Regions from separate parts of the Mus musculus genome. Here all the other regions are linked to region 1. The links are chromatin contacts, called in public HiChIP or PLAC-seq maps. All regions are on one chromosome and are shown on one strand. Each heading gives the region's core, a stretch centred on a gene start, on an enhancer-like site or on the middle of the called end of the contact. The rest is flanking DNA. Distances are from core to core; before and after follow the strand shown.

What was found. HiChIP or PLAC-seq counts read pairs in DNA pulled down with a chosen protein or histone mark.
Region 2: a contact with region 1 is called in an H3K4me3 HiChIP or PLAC-seq map of embryonic stem cells, with 26 read pairs. The contact joins the promoter of Tomm40l here to the enhancer-like site in region 1. A contact is called at or near these places in 10 of 39 promoter capture datasets (the C10 cell line, the HPC-7 cell line, cranial neural crest and 7 more), 3 of 15 datasets of contacts at CTCF or cohesin (CD8 T cells, the NIH/3T3 cell line and embryonic stem cells), 3 of 484 Hi-C or Micro-C datasets (Th1 cells, bone marrow-derived macrophages and embryonic stem cells), 21 of 115 datasets of contacts at active chromatin or transcription factors (the HPC-7 cell line, the SCID.adh cell line, bone marrow-derived macrophages and 14 more) and 3 of 9 other capture datasets (adipose tissue, liver and pancreatic islet).
Region 3: an H3K4me3 HiChIP or PLAC-seq map of embryonic stem cells shows a contact between it and region 1, with 16 read pairs. The contact joins the promoter of Adamts4 here to the enhancer-like site in region 1. A contact is called at or near these places in 9 of 39 promoter capture datasets (the C10 cell line, the HPC-7 cell line, cranial neural crest and 6 more), 3 of 15 datasets of contacts at CTCF or cohesin (CD8 T cells, the NIH/3T3 cell line and embryonic stem cells), 4 of 484 Hi-C or Micro-C datasets (B cells, CD8 T cells, bone marrow-derived macrophages and 1 more), 26 of 115 datasets of contacts at active chromatin or transcription factors (the 230-238 cell line, the HPC-7 cell line, the SCID.adh cell line and 19 more) and 3 of 9 other capture datasets (adipose tissue, liver and pancreatic islet).

What each region holds. Positions count from the first base shown.
Region 1 is chr1:171,086,806-171,091,357 of GRCm38.p6, reverse strand. No RefSeq gene overlaps it. Among named protein-coding and RNA genes, the nearest start is that of n-TGgcc14, 7.2 kb to the right of the region's middle. Within about 2 kb of position 2,992, at least 16 of the 459 cell types and tissues checked have an H3K27ac peak or open chromatin away from gene starts, as enhancers often do. A contact at or near this core is called in the HPC-7 cell line, the SCID.adh cell line, differentiating embryonic stem cells and 2 more, where this site is marked.
Region 2 is chr1:171,221,225-171,225,771 of GRCm38.p6, reverse strand. Tomm40l (translocase of outer mitochondrial membrane 40-like) reads left to right here and starts at 3,258. Exons shown (of 10, transcript NM_001037170.2): 1 at 3,258-3,397; 2 at 3,619-3,868; 3 at 4,133-4,200; 4 at 4,512-4,547. The coding sequence starts at 3,754. It overlaps Apoa2 (apolipoprotein A-II), which reads right to left and starts at 718. Exons shown (of 4, transcript NM_001305549.1): 1 at 651-718; 2 at 406-485; 3 at 1-106. The coding sequence starts at 457.
Region 3 is chr1:171,247,292-171,251,849 of GRCm38.p6, reverse strand. It overlaps Adamts4 (a disintegrin-like and metallopeptidase (reprolysin type) with thrombospondin type 1 motif, 4), which reads right to left and starts at 1,721. Exons shown (of 9, transcript NM_172845.3): 1 at 381-1,721. The coding sequence starts at 1,001. It also overlaps a transcript of Ndufs2 not described here.

The sequences.
Region 1 (4,552 bases), core at 1,743-4,242:
TTCATTATCACCATGGCAAGAAGCATGGCAGTGTCTAGGCAGCCCTGGCACTGGAGGAGCTGAGAGTTCTACATCTTGTTCCAAAGGCAAACAGGAGAAGACTAAGCATCCAGGCAGCTAGGAAGGTCTTAAAGCCCACCCTCACAGTGACACAGTTCCTCCAACAAGGCGATATCTACTCCAAGAAGGTCATACCTCCTAATAGGACCTGTCCCTGGGCCAAGCATGTTCAAACCACCACAGACTTTAAAGTCTGAAACACACACACACACCTGTTCTAGAGAATTTGATGATATAAAGGGTTTAAACAATTGAGGTGTGACAGGCACAGAGAAGCAAAAATATACAACCTGGCTCCTCCTTGGACCTGAGCCAGATTGAGCAACATAAGCCAGTCCTGTCAACACTGTTGGGCTACGAGGTGAATAGCAACTCATAATAGATAGCAGTGGCTCAGGACCAAAGGGATGGATAGCTCAAGGAAATGCCTGGATTTATGGGACTAGGTGGAGCAACGTTTCCCATACAAGTGATCATACCCAACATTGCAATTTTAAATATTTTTATTTTTAATTATGTATTTGTATCTGTGCATGTGAGTACAGGTGACAACAAAGGCCAGAGGCAGTGGACCCTCTGAAGTGGGAGTTATACATAGATGCTGTGGATATCATTCGGGTCCTCTGGATTAGCAGTGTGTGCTTCTAACTGCTGAGCTATCTCACCAGATCCTAACAGTGATATTTTATTTTGGGGGTGGGTATTTTTGGGACAGACTTGGTCTGTGTAGCTTTGGCCATCTGGCCTGGAACTCACTTTGTAGACCAGGTTGGCCTTGAATTCAGAGATGTTCATGTCTCTGCTTCCAGAGCATTGGGATAAACAGCATGAGCCACCATTGCCCAGACTATTTTTGTTTTGTTTTGTTTTTGATGAAAGGCTTGATCAAAGTGATGAGGCCTTTTTGTACTGTATTGGCACTACTTATAATTTCTCTTTAAACATTAACTTAGCTATCTAAGACATATTGACACTCATTTGAAACAGATAACTGTGGGCCTCCAGAAAAGCTGCCTGCCCTCTGTAGACAGATTTTGTTACACAATTAGATCCCTTAAGGATCTTACAGATTGGGGAAAACAGTAAAGACAAGTTTAAGAGTTTAAACAAATGTTGTGAATAGCAGATGCTGTTTGTATTTTGATGCTAATTCCACTCTCCTGGGAGGGGTTGTAGACAAGGAGTGAGTCACATACTCAGGTGACTTCTTGTGAACCAATCCTCTTAAAATGAAAGAGTCAATCACTGGGCAAGTAGGAAGGACTTCCAGATTGGACAGAGGAAGAGAGGAAGCAGGAGAGAGTTAAGTCTTTTTGGATAGGGATAGCTTAGGACAAGATGTAATTACTAGTGTCTCCTGGCTTCAGTGGCGGATCTGTAGGATTCACCACCAGAGGATTTAGATTTAATATGGTTTACAAAGTTAGGATTTTAGTTGTTGCGCACAGCAATTGAGTTACTGCTGTTTCTGAACTAAGTGTGTGTTGCATCTTCCTTCACACAGTGGCTTGTCTGGGTTCAAGAGAGAAAGGTACAGCGGCGAAGCATGGTGGGTTTGCTTGATGTGCACCACAAAAGTTTTAAAGCATGGGGCTGGAGTGATAGCGACCGGCCAGTGGGAACCTAGCAAGCTGAGTGGAGAAGTTTTGGGAGCTTCAGGCCAGAGAGTCTCCACGAGATGAAAACAGATCGTCCATTGCCCGCCAGTGCATGGCCATCCAGGCCACCGGGGCACCAAGTTGCTAACACAAGTGCAGGAACAAGCTGGTTCATTCTTTTTAATATTTCTTGCAACAAACAAAGGCAGTCTGAACAGAGGACAGTAACCTGAGCCCATAAGGTTGTAAAATGAAACTTCTCCATCATCTTCTGATTGGTTAAAATAAAAAGCCTATGGCCTATAGCAGAAAAACAAAAACAAAACAAACAAAAAAACAAACCACCACCACCAACAACAACAACAAAAAACCAGAGTAACAAGGTGGGACTTCCAGAGACAGAGGACAACTCTGGAAAGGAGTCAGGCACGGGAGATTGGCCACCCAGACTGGGAGGAAGCTGGACATATGAAACTGATGATAGACAACTAACCAGCCTCGTGACAAAACTTAGATTAGTGTAAATGGGATAATTAGGTTATGAGCCAGAGGGCAACAAGCCTAGCATAAGGCCTAGGCATTCTTAAATAAATATAGATTCCATGCCATTATTTGGGAACTGGGGCAGAAACAGAAGTGCCCACACTTACAAAACCAGGGACTATATTTGGTGACAACTAAAAGAAGTCCATAGAGGAAAAAAAAATCTTGTGTTATTGTAGATGCAACATTTGTCAGTTAAAAAGCCCATGGCTTTAGCAGGAAACAGAAGGTGGATGATCCAGGAGGCAAAAAGAATTCTGGGATAGAGCTGTTGTGTCTGGCCAGTAGATCACAACCTGAGTTCTAGCCTGGAAAGGTATTTTGGAAACCTGGAAGAGAAGAGGGGCTGGGCTGCGCGAGATAAGGAAGGAACCAAGACAAAGGTCTCTCTCTGCTCAAGGTTCAATTTTTACTATTTTGGCACTCCGTTATGAAGGAAGGGGGAGGGGCCCAATTCCCGCCAAATAATCTCGGAATCCAGTAGCAGGGTGACCACGTGTGTAGCTCCAAACAGCAAAGCGGTAGGTTCCAGCAGTGGGCGTGGCAGAACGATTGAGCGGGAAGCTCCACCCCTGAGCAAGCAGGTTTCAGGCTGGGGGAGGGGAGACTACATAGAGCCAGGCACTGAGAGATTTGCCAGGGAAAATGTGAGGAGATGGCTGAAGAGAGAAAATCAAGAAGATCAAACAAAGAAACAAAGAAACAAACAATGTCTTTGCTGTACCCTCCATTTTGGGGCAGCTCTGAAACTGCCTGAGACAAGAAATGTCCCCAGCCAGGACTTCAGCTTGCATGTCTAATAAAGCCTGTAGGCTATGGAATTCTCATAACTTACTGCATACCATCCTTTCATATGGCATGAATGGAGATTCATAGTACAGTTTGTTTATATGATCAAACTATCTTCTGAAGAAAGGCAGTTGTCTTTTACCTGCACTAAGATCAGGAAATCATCCTTAATTGATCTGCTCACCTGTGCATTCCAACCAATCTCTTTATAGAACTGTGTGTTGCTGGTAAGGTTTGTATACTACAGAATGGAGGGCCAGGAGGCAGCCTTGATAGGATTCACTCTGGAGATGCTCAGATGCTGAGCCCTGCTGTTCCAGCTCCCTGCTTGATCCTGCCTCAACGGCATCATAGCTGTTTCCTCTAAAGACCGACTTCTGGGATAACTTCAGAACAGCTAGCTTGCTTGATCCAACCTTTCAGACTGTTCTGTTCCAGTTACGACTTTAATTATACTCCAAGCTTTCTCAACATATAGAGACTAAATAACACATGCTACAGCTGGCTTTCTTAAGACTAACCACGTTTCTAATTTTCTTGGGCCCCACAAAAGGAATTCTTCACCCCAATTAAGCAGGAAGCAATTATCAGAAGACTGTTGTCCCAGTCCCTTAAGTTGGGGGTAGATAGTTTTGGTCATTTTGTGAGTTATATGTTGTCATTTTAGAGGATGGTTACAAATAATTATGGTCTTGGACAAGGAGGAGGCAAAATAGGGAGGTTATATTCATGGGTTTCTTTTTCCTTTCGTTTTCTCTTTTCCCTTCTTTCTTTTTTTAAGGATTTATTTATTTATTTATTTATTTATTTATTTATTTATTTATTTATTATATTCAAGTACACTGTAGCTATCCTCAGATACACCAGAAGAGGGTGTCAGATTTCATTATGGATGGTTGTGAACCACCATGTGCTTGCTGGGATTTGATCTCAGGACCTTTAGAAGAGCAGTCAGTGCTCTTAACCAAAGAGCCAACACTCCAGCCCCTCTTCCCTTCTTTCTTAGTTAGGTAAGAAATAGGGGGATACAGAAATATAAGAAACTAAACAAATAGGGTAGATTATTGAATCTACGCTTAAACCAAAAGAGATTTTATAGCCATAATCTTACATTGATAGAGATCTTTGTATTTTGATGCAAAAATAAGGTTATATTTTATTGTATTGGTAGGTAATTTTGAATATTGATACAAAGTATCACTATAAGCTTAATTTGTTTAGAATTTAAGAAGATATTTTAGGTCTAAGAAGATGTTTTTAGGATGGTAATGCAAATACAATAGAAATTAGGTTAAACCAGGAGTGGTGGCGCATGCCTTTAATCCTACCACTCCGGAGGTAGAGGTAGGCGGATTTCTGAGTTCGAGGCCAGCCTGCTCTACAGAGTGAGTTACAGGACAGCCAGAGTTATACAGAGAAACCCTGTCTCAAAAAACAAAACAAAAAAACACAAAAAGGCTTCTTTTCTTTCAAATATAAATTGAATATAATTATAACAATTATGAAAACTATAAGGTATGATATACATGTACAATGTCCAGGCCATAGTATTTGGCAACTTT
Region 2 (4,547 bases), core at 2,009-4,508, 130 kb before region 1:
TTGGCCTTCTCCATCAAATCTTTGCCATAATCAGTCATGCTCTGAAAGTATTGAGTGAACAGGCTCTGCATATCCGGTCCGTCTGCCTGTCTCTTAACCAAAGCTCCTACACAAACATAGATCACAGTCTCTGCATGTAGACTGCCAGCAATGAATCCCGGTCTCCCCTCACACCCCACAGGACCCACCCCAGCTTTTAGCCCCTTCCCCAAATTGGTGGCCTGCTACGTATTTTCTGTTGGTGGTTTTGAGTTGGTTTGGGTTTTTGGACTTTAGAAAGAGAATAATCTTCCTGTTGAGTCCACTGGTTGATGCACTCAACCTATACAAGAAGCACAAGAGAGTTGGGCAGCCAAGACTCTCAGTACCTTCTTTCCTTTGGTTTCCCCCGTATCAAAACCTCACCTTCCAGGCTACAGATGGTGACCAGCAGTGCGACCATTGCGAGCAGCTTCATGATGGCAGACTATGGCCTAGGAACAGTGCTGCTGGTGAGAAAGAACACTGCCGTCAGAGGGGCTTCAGCCCCTTGCAGGGATTCCCCCCCACCCAGATGGATGCTCACTCTAACTTAGCTCCTTCCCTCTCCACAATTAAAGTCCCATGCTCTTTGCACGTTGCCCACCCACAGCTCTGTTCCCTCAGCATACCGATTCTGTGCTGCAGTCCTTCCCGTCTACTCTGGGCTTGACTGGAGGTAGGGGCTATATACACATATACTCCCCCACCCCCACCCCGTCAGGTGATACGGAGAATGGCAAGTCCAGAAGGGCAGAGATCAGGCTGGAGTAAACAAGGGTTAGACATGGACAAAAGGACAAGCAAAAGGGACTCTTGGTGTCACAGTGAACCACAGGGGCATAAACTCTAGTGAAGGCCAATGTCTGCTTATGATTTATCCTTTTGGGATCAGGAGTTGATGGGTTTATATGTATCCATCAGGTAATCAGGATTCTAAGTTATTTTTCTGGAAAGCTCCAACATGCAGCTCTTAGCCCTCGTCATCTTTACCTTATTATGGACAAGTTTCATTTCCCCAACCCTTCACCCCTTCATAGCAATTTGGCAGAGAGGAATTTGGGAACAGAAGGAGAAAGGAGCAAGGCACAGTGGCACAAGCTTTTAATCCCAGCCCCGGGGAGTCAGAGGCAGATTGGTCTTTGTGAACTTGAGAGCAGCCCGATCTATATAGTGAGTCTCAGGACGGCACAGAGAGATTCTGTCTCAAAGGAAGAAAGGAAGAAAGAAAGAAAGAAAGAAAGAAAGAAAGAAAGAAAGAAAGAAAGAAAGAAAGAAAGAAAGAAAGAAAGAGGAAGAAAGAGGAAGAAGGGAAATGAATTGAAATAGGAGGTGGAAAGGAATGGGGGTTATGAAGATATAAGTCAGAACAGGTACAACTGCCTCTGTCCCTTTTTGAGTTAATGTGTAATGAGATAGGAAGGGGGCATGAACACCACACACACAAACACACACACACACACACACACACACACACACACACACACACACACCCCTCACGGACATACAAAAGACACACAGAGAAAATGCTGCATTGGAATTATTGTATTTGATAGGTCTCATGAATGAAATTCCTTTAAAATAATCATGAAATACAAGTCCATTTATGGGTTCTCATCAATGTGTGCTCCCTGCCTCCAAAAAACAAATTCAGAAAAATAGCCTCTGCCCTCCTGCTCCCAACCTCAGTAGTTAAGAGGCTCTGTCCAAATCAAGGTCAAAGGGCCTGGACACTTGATCCCCTTATCAGTTAGGTCCTGGCCCCTGGCCCAGTTCTAACTGTGTGGAAGGACAGAGGTACATTCGCTAGGCCCAGGGCTCTCCAGTGGAGTCAACTCAGTAGCTACTGAAAACATTCCTATCACTCACCTTTTTGCCACCAAGCTTACCCTGTGTGTACTGGAATATTAGTGAGAGATACGGGGGTGGAAGTGTGGAAGCTAGGGAGGGAGAGTGCAACCGAAGACCAAGAAATCTGTTTATTTTAGTTATGTGTTTTGCTTCCACGTGTATCTGTGTAAGAGTGTCAGATTCTCTGGAACTGGAATTAAAGTTGTGGGTGCTAGGATTTGAACCTGGATCCTTTGAAAAGTAGCCAGTTCTCTCTCTCTCTCTCTCTCTCTCTCTCTCTCTCTCTCTCTCTCTCTCTCAAACACACACACACACACACACACACACACGACTCTCTCTCTTTGCATGTATAAATGCAAACAACAGAAGGGTACATCAGATTCCATTACAGATGGTTGTGAGCCACTATGTGATTGCTGGGAAGTGAACTTATGACTTTTGGGGAAGCATCTGAGCCACCTCACCAGCCTCGTCACTGCTCTTACCCACTTCGCCATCTCTTCAACCCTTGCATATGCAATCTTGCATATTTCCAGTTGTCCTCTTGTGGACTTACCTCTAGTGTCACATCACTGCTTGCCCCTGGCCCTGGGGGGAGGAGCGTAACTTCAGGCTGCGGTTGTATTCTTAGATTTTATTTGTCTTTTCTCCATGTAAATAATAACTAGAGAGGGTAGCTGCTTCGGAAGCTAGTTCTGCCCACAACTCTCTCCTCGCCCTCAGAACTCTCACAGTCATTTTTTTTGGGGGGGGGGGGTCGTTGAGACAGGGTTTCTCTGTATAGCCCTGGCTGTCCTGGAACTCACTTTGTAGACCAGGCTGGCCTCGAACTTAGAAATCCGCCTGCGCCACCACGCCGGGAAGGCAAGGCCTGTGAATTCCAGCGGGGGAAGGGGGGACGGCGGGGGGCGGTAGAGGTCTGTTTTGGGGGGTTGGATTGTGAGTAGCAGTCCTTTGGAGGTGGTATAGAGTGGAGAGTTGTGGGGATTCTCCAGCCGGCTTTCAGGAAGGTGGAGGGTAAAGTGAACCACGTCTTCACAACCCCTGAGTGTGATATATTCATAAAATAGGTCTTCAAACTATAGTTTCACTTTTCTCACGTTCCGGTTTAAGGAACTCCATTGGTCTAATAGGCAAAATGCTCCCTCTAGTGTCTTGAATGCTCAAGAGTTTATCTCGACCTTGAGGAGGTTGGGCGGTCTTAAAAGGGGGCCTTCCACTAACGTCTAAAGGGCCACCCACAAACTCCCACTCGCCACTGCACTCGGACTGAAGCCCTGGGGCCTGCAGGCCTGCCACTCTTCTGTTTTCTCCTCTCCTATTGGTCACTAGTAAATTGAGGCACCTTTTTCATCATTGAGTGGGTTGGGTCTTTGGGCGCTTCCTTTGCCCATTTCCAAGATGGCGCCTACGGACATGCTTGGAATACAGGGTGAAGCTGCAGTTCTGCCATTACTCAAGATGGCTGCCCCCATCAAGATGACCGGGTGTGCCTAGGGGGAAAGAGGCTGCAGGATGGTCTGAGATGGTAAGGGCTAGTGTTCCATTGCGGGCAGACCCTTGGGACGTGGGAATGAAGAACAGAGAAACTAGAAAGTCAGCGGAAGCCTGCGGTAGTAGTTAAGACTAGATAATGGGAGAGCAGACGGGGGTGACAGGTGGGGGTGAGGGATCAACGATGGGGCGGGAGTGTGCCCGGGATTCAACTTTAGCATCGGTGTTCTCTCCCCCTACTGTTCCTTATTGCAGGTCTAGCATTGAACCATATGGAAGTTTCTGAAACTGGGGAGCCCGATGATGGGGGGTGGAGCCCGTGGGGGATAGAGGGAGCAATAGATTTTATCCCCAGGCTAACCCCAACCCCTCCCTGTCCTCTGGATTAAAATGGGGAACACCCTGGGCCTGGCACCGATGGGTACTTTACCCCGCCGGAGCCACCGTCGAGAGGAACCGCTGCCCAACCCCGGGAGCTTCGACGAGCTGCACCGGTTGTGCAAAGGTGAGACCGCAGCTTTTGGGTGTCTCAGGATGAAGGGTCATAGAGAAGGGGAGGGTCCTGAATGCTGATGTCCAGTGATGTGAACAGCGAGGGGAGATCACAGCTGGAGCATCCGGCAGTCAAAAAGGACCAGATGTTCAAAGCAGAGCGTTTTGTTGCAGGATTTGAAAGGAGGTCATTTCCTCCAGTGCTTCATATGCAATTGAAAGGGGAGTCCGTCTATGTAGTTAGGGGTCCTTATCTGTGCATGTTCCTTCCCTTCAGATGTATTCCCAGCACAGATGGAAGGCGTGAAGCTGGTTGTCAACAAGGTTCTGAGCAGCCATTTCCAGGTGCTCCCACTGGTCTGGCCCCTACTTACCCCCCTCCTCCCTGCTTGTCTCTGGATCCTCTTTACACCTATTAGTCCTGTCTTGGCTAGGCTATGTGGGACAAATGAGGGGAAGTGTGGGGTCCTCCCCCCCCAATGCCTTTAAGCAACAAGATGTGGGACTTGTTGCTTAAAGTCCAGTGGCCCTCTGCATGCGTTGGAATAGTTGAGGTTTTAAAAAGCCCCCTCTGGATGGAAAAAAAGGTCAAGGGTGGGAGACGGGATTGAAACGAAATAGAATGCTCTGTTCTCCGTTGTCTCCTCTTTCCTCAGGTGGCTCATACTGTGCACATGAGTGCCCTGGGCTTG
Region 3 (4,558 bases), core at 472-2,971, 160 kb before region 1:
TGGGGGTGGGGGTAAAAAATCACTGGGGCAGAGAAAAGAGCCTAGGCCAACAGGCTGTTGGGAGAGCTTTACTGCTGGGAACTGTGTCAGCAGGAGACTCCAGGGCCAGGAAGGGGCGGGGGAGAGAGGGGGAGAGGTCATTCCGGCCCAGAGAATCTGACCTACCTCAGGGAATCCTCAGAGCAAAGCAAAGGACCGAAGCAGGGAGTAGCCAGGATTTTTCAAAGAAAGGGTAGTGGAGATGGGAAAGGCAGAGAGAAGGAGAGAAGTTGGAAAGCTGCAAGTGGAAGTGGGAGGAGAGAGGGTGAATAGGGGTCAGTAGGGCAGACATGGCGGGAGGAATGATACGGGCACGGGGCATGATCTCCAGAGTTGCCTACCTTGGTTCTGCGGGAAATGGGACTCGGGCTCCCAGAAGGAGCCTTGACGGTGCACATGGGACCTTGGCTGCTGGCAGGACTCTTCCGGCGTAGGATGTGAGCCCCCGGTCCCCCAGCAGAGTTAAGGGCGCCTCCTTCCAGAGGCTGGAGGTGGAGTTCGGCCCCACGGTACTGCAGTACCCCTAATAGGGCTCCCCCGTCCCAGTGCAGAGATGCCACCGACTCCGGATCTCCATTGATGGTGCCAGTCAGGTAGGTACCTGGCTCTGCCCCACCCAGCATCTCAGGTGCCTGGCCCAGGTACTGTACAGTCAAACCCTCTACCTGCACCCCAGGGTCCTGTTCTAGTTCTAGTAGCAACATCTCCCCAAAGGCTGGCAATCGGTACAGCAGCCTGGCAGGAACGCCTGATCCAGGTAGGATGCTACTGCCATTGAGCTTCTCTGGAAACACGATCTCCTCCTCCCGGGGGAGGGGGCTGGCGGGCCACGCTAAGGACAGGAGGAAGGCCAGCAGCAGCAGCCTCCGCCACTGCACAGTGTGAAGCGGCAAGCAGGGTTGGAATCTTTGCAGCCAGTGCCCAGTCAAGCCCCTCCTGGGATGCAAGCCCATCTGGGACATGGTACCCGGGCTGCAGCTGGGATGGATTGAGGCCATCTGCGGCACCAAAATGCTCCACACCCTAACTGTGGAAGGCTCCTCGTTAAAGCCAGAAGGGCTTTGGGGCTTGTGCCAAAATCTGAGGCAAAGTTTTTAAATGGGCTAGGGACTTTCAGAGAAGATGAAAAAGAAAACAGCCCCTGGGCTCAGGAAAAGTGCCCACGGGTTCTTTCTGCTCCAAAACTTCCTCCTTTGCCTTTCTGTCCCAGGTCTTTGTCTGTGACTCCTTGGCTTCTCCCTCTGCTCAGCTGTCTGGCTTTGCCTCAGTGCTCGCCCTGTCTTTGCCTCCTCCTCCTCCTCCTCCTGCTGCTGTCTCTTTGTCTCTGTCTCTCTCCTCTTCTGTCTCTCTCGTTTCTGTGTATCTGTGGGTCTTCCCCGGGTTCTCCCCAGCCTCTCTCCCCTCCAGCTCTTTTAAGCATCCAGAACCGCCCTCTGTGTGTGAGTGGCAGATCTGTAAGCCACTCAGCCAGAAGCTTGGTCACTGGGACTCTGAAGGATGGAGGATGTATCATTGCTTCCCAAAGACCTTAGTGGTTTTCTTTTTTCCTTAAAAAAGAAGGGGGGGGGGAGGGAAGGGACTTGCCCAGGGGAAGGGAATCTCTAGCAAGCAGATGCATTTAAGGCACTGAGCCAGCTGATGACACATCTTTTTTCCCAAATCCCACCATCAGCCCTCAGCTGTCTCTTTCCCGGTCTTTTTTTTTTTTTTTTTTTTTTTTTTTTTTTTTTTTTGTGGGACAGAGCCCCAGGGGAGGTCAGGACTGGGGGAAAGGGTCTGGACAGCAGTCACAGATGAGACTCTGTCCTGGGAGAATTCAGGTCCTTCCTATCCAGCCTGGTCTAGCCTATGCTTCCTCACTTCCTTGAGGAAGTCATTTATGCTACCCTTTACCCCAGAGGCTAATCTGTTAGAGCCAAGCTGTCTGGGTTTAAAAGGAAGTGGTGAACAGGTAAGAAAACATTAGGAGAGAAAGAAGAGAGGATGGGACCAAGGCACTGAGAAGAAGAGGTGGTACACACAGGAAGGCAAGGAGACAGCTGTTAGAACTTTGTTAGAATGGAAACAAGAAAGAAACAGACAGAAAAGGAGGAGCTAACTACTTGTCTTTTTATAGGAGGAACATCCAGAGTAGGTCTGTTCTCATTCATTCTCCTTCTCTCCCTCCCTCCCTCTCTGAAGCCCCCCCCCCCCCCCCGAGTTACCCCAGCGTCTAAAGCATAGAACAGCCATTCCACCCTAGGCCTCCTCCTCCCCAACTTCCTGAGTGCCCATTTCCCTGGCTCAGCTCCCAGGAGATTCCCCCAGGCTCTTGGCCCCGTTCCTACCCACACCCAGCTACCCCAGCACACCCCCACTACCTCAAGTCAGCCAGACCCTCACCTAGACAAGACCTGCGCTCTCTCTCTCTCTCTCTCTCTCTCTCTCTCTCTCTCTCTCACCCAGAAGTCATCTCTGCTACTTCCTTGACCCCACCTTTCAAATCCAATAGTTCCTGGAATATCTAGTAATCTTTGACTCCTCATTTCCCATGGGGGGAGGGGAGGAGACACACACACACACACACACACACACACACATCTCAGAGAGAGAGAGAGAGAGTGAGAGAGAGAGAGAGAGAGAGAGAGAACCTGGGATGGGGATAGTGACCAGTATGTGTATGTGTGTGGGTGTTAGAGGAGGGAACTAATGACTCTTCTGCTTCCAGAACTGGGGGGGACTAAGAAACCAAAGCACACTCTCTCAAGGCAAGGAAATGAAGCATTCAGGAGCGGGGCAATTTCTGCTCACTCCACCCTATGGCCACTTGTTTCCCCAGGAAATCCCCAGGAAGGAGAGTACACTCAGCAGTCCCTTCCCTTTCCCAGAGAAGCCCCACCTCCCCTGCCCCTGTCCCCTTATTCATTCTCTGCCTGGTCAGCTCCTGTCCCCCACATCATATTCCTCAGAATGCTTCCTCTTCCCCCTCCCTTCCTGCTCCCGTCACTAATACCTGTCCTGGTGCCTATCACTTCCTGAACTACCCACCCTCTGGTGATTTCCAGTCTCACCTCTTGACCCATCACATGCCCTGACCCTCCCTGGTCCTGAGCAGAGGGGCTGAGGCAGGAGGAGTCAATCACACAAGGGATGAGGGACCAGAAGGGACAGGGGCAAGAGGAGCTGTCACCAGGATACTCTTATTACCCCTTTCCATCCCCCCATCTGAGCTGAGAACAAAGAGTGTGACTAAGCAGTGAAAGACAAAGGGCCACAGAGTGGCAGCTACAGCACGTGGGGAGGGGGGTGCTGGCAGAAGGAGAAGGCACAAAAGATGCAGTGTCCTAGGTAGCCCCCCAAGAGTTCTCATCCCAGTTCCTGCTTGAACTACCCCCAGGGCTAAGCAAGCTAGAGTCTGTCTTGACTTCACATAGGATGGATTAACACAAAAATGAGGAACCCCCCCTCCCATCATCACCACATTTTGTGTTTAAACTATATCTCAGGAAGAAAGGCCCAGAAAAGGAGAGGTGGCTGTAGAGGGTAAGGGGACCAAGCCTCTGCCTTGACTTTCTGGGGACCACCTTGTCTACACCAGGTCTTGGTCAGTTCCCACAGCCAACGGATCTCTGGCCCCACCCTTTGGTATGCTTCCCATTAGGTCAATTTTTAGCCTAGAAATCTGGCTTTCTCCTCTTCCTCTGCAACAAAGAATGCTCGGTGCCACTCCCCTGGTCTGTCTGCTCCACCCAGCTGCACCGCTGGTGGCCTATGTCCCAGGGACCCTGTCTGGGGGAGATGTGGAGGAGGTCTCTTTCCAATGAGAAAATTGGAGAACCTCAAAGAGTGGGTGGCCCAGCTGGAGCCGGGCTTGGAGACAAAAAGACAAAAATCAGTCTCCAGGGCAGGAAAACTCTTTGTCCATACAAAATTAGGCTCAGAGTCCTGGAATTATTACATGTCTATGTTATTAGATACGTCTGAGGAAGACTGTGGCACGTAAGACCGTCCAGGATGGAGGCGGGTTACTAGGTATTGCTAAGGGTGCTCCCTGAGTCTGTGACTTGGGCATCGCAGGGATTGAAGAGTCACTGTCAGAGCATTTCCCCTCCCATTTGTAAATTGCTGCTTCCTTATCTTTGCACCAAGTGCCCCCTTGCTCCACCACCGCTCGTGGCCTTGGCTGTGAATTCCCGTTTGTTGTGACTTGCCCATCTGCACTTGAGTCCCTTCACACAAGCCCGTTTCCGGACCTCTGGAAATGAACACTTTTGGATTTCGTAGTAAAGAGATAGTCATCAAAACTTGGGGGCTTCTGTCGGAAAGCAGGACTACCGCAGGAGACTGACCAAGATGGTAAGATAGTCAAGGAACGCCCATACAGAGAGTGCGTAGGGGACCTAGAGGGAGCGCAGTTTCTAAGGAAAGTTCGAGTGCAGAGCGTGGACCTAGCGGGAAGTGCTGGATTCTGCGCGAAGTTGCCTCAGGAGAGAGCAGTAAATCTCTCACGCCCAGAGAAGCCGTGGGAGGGACGCCCTTA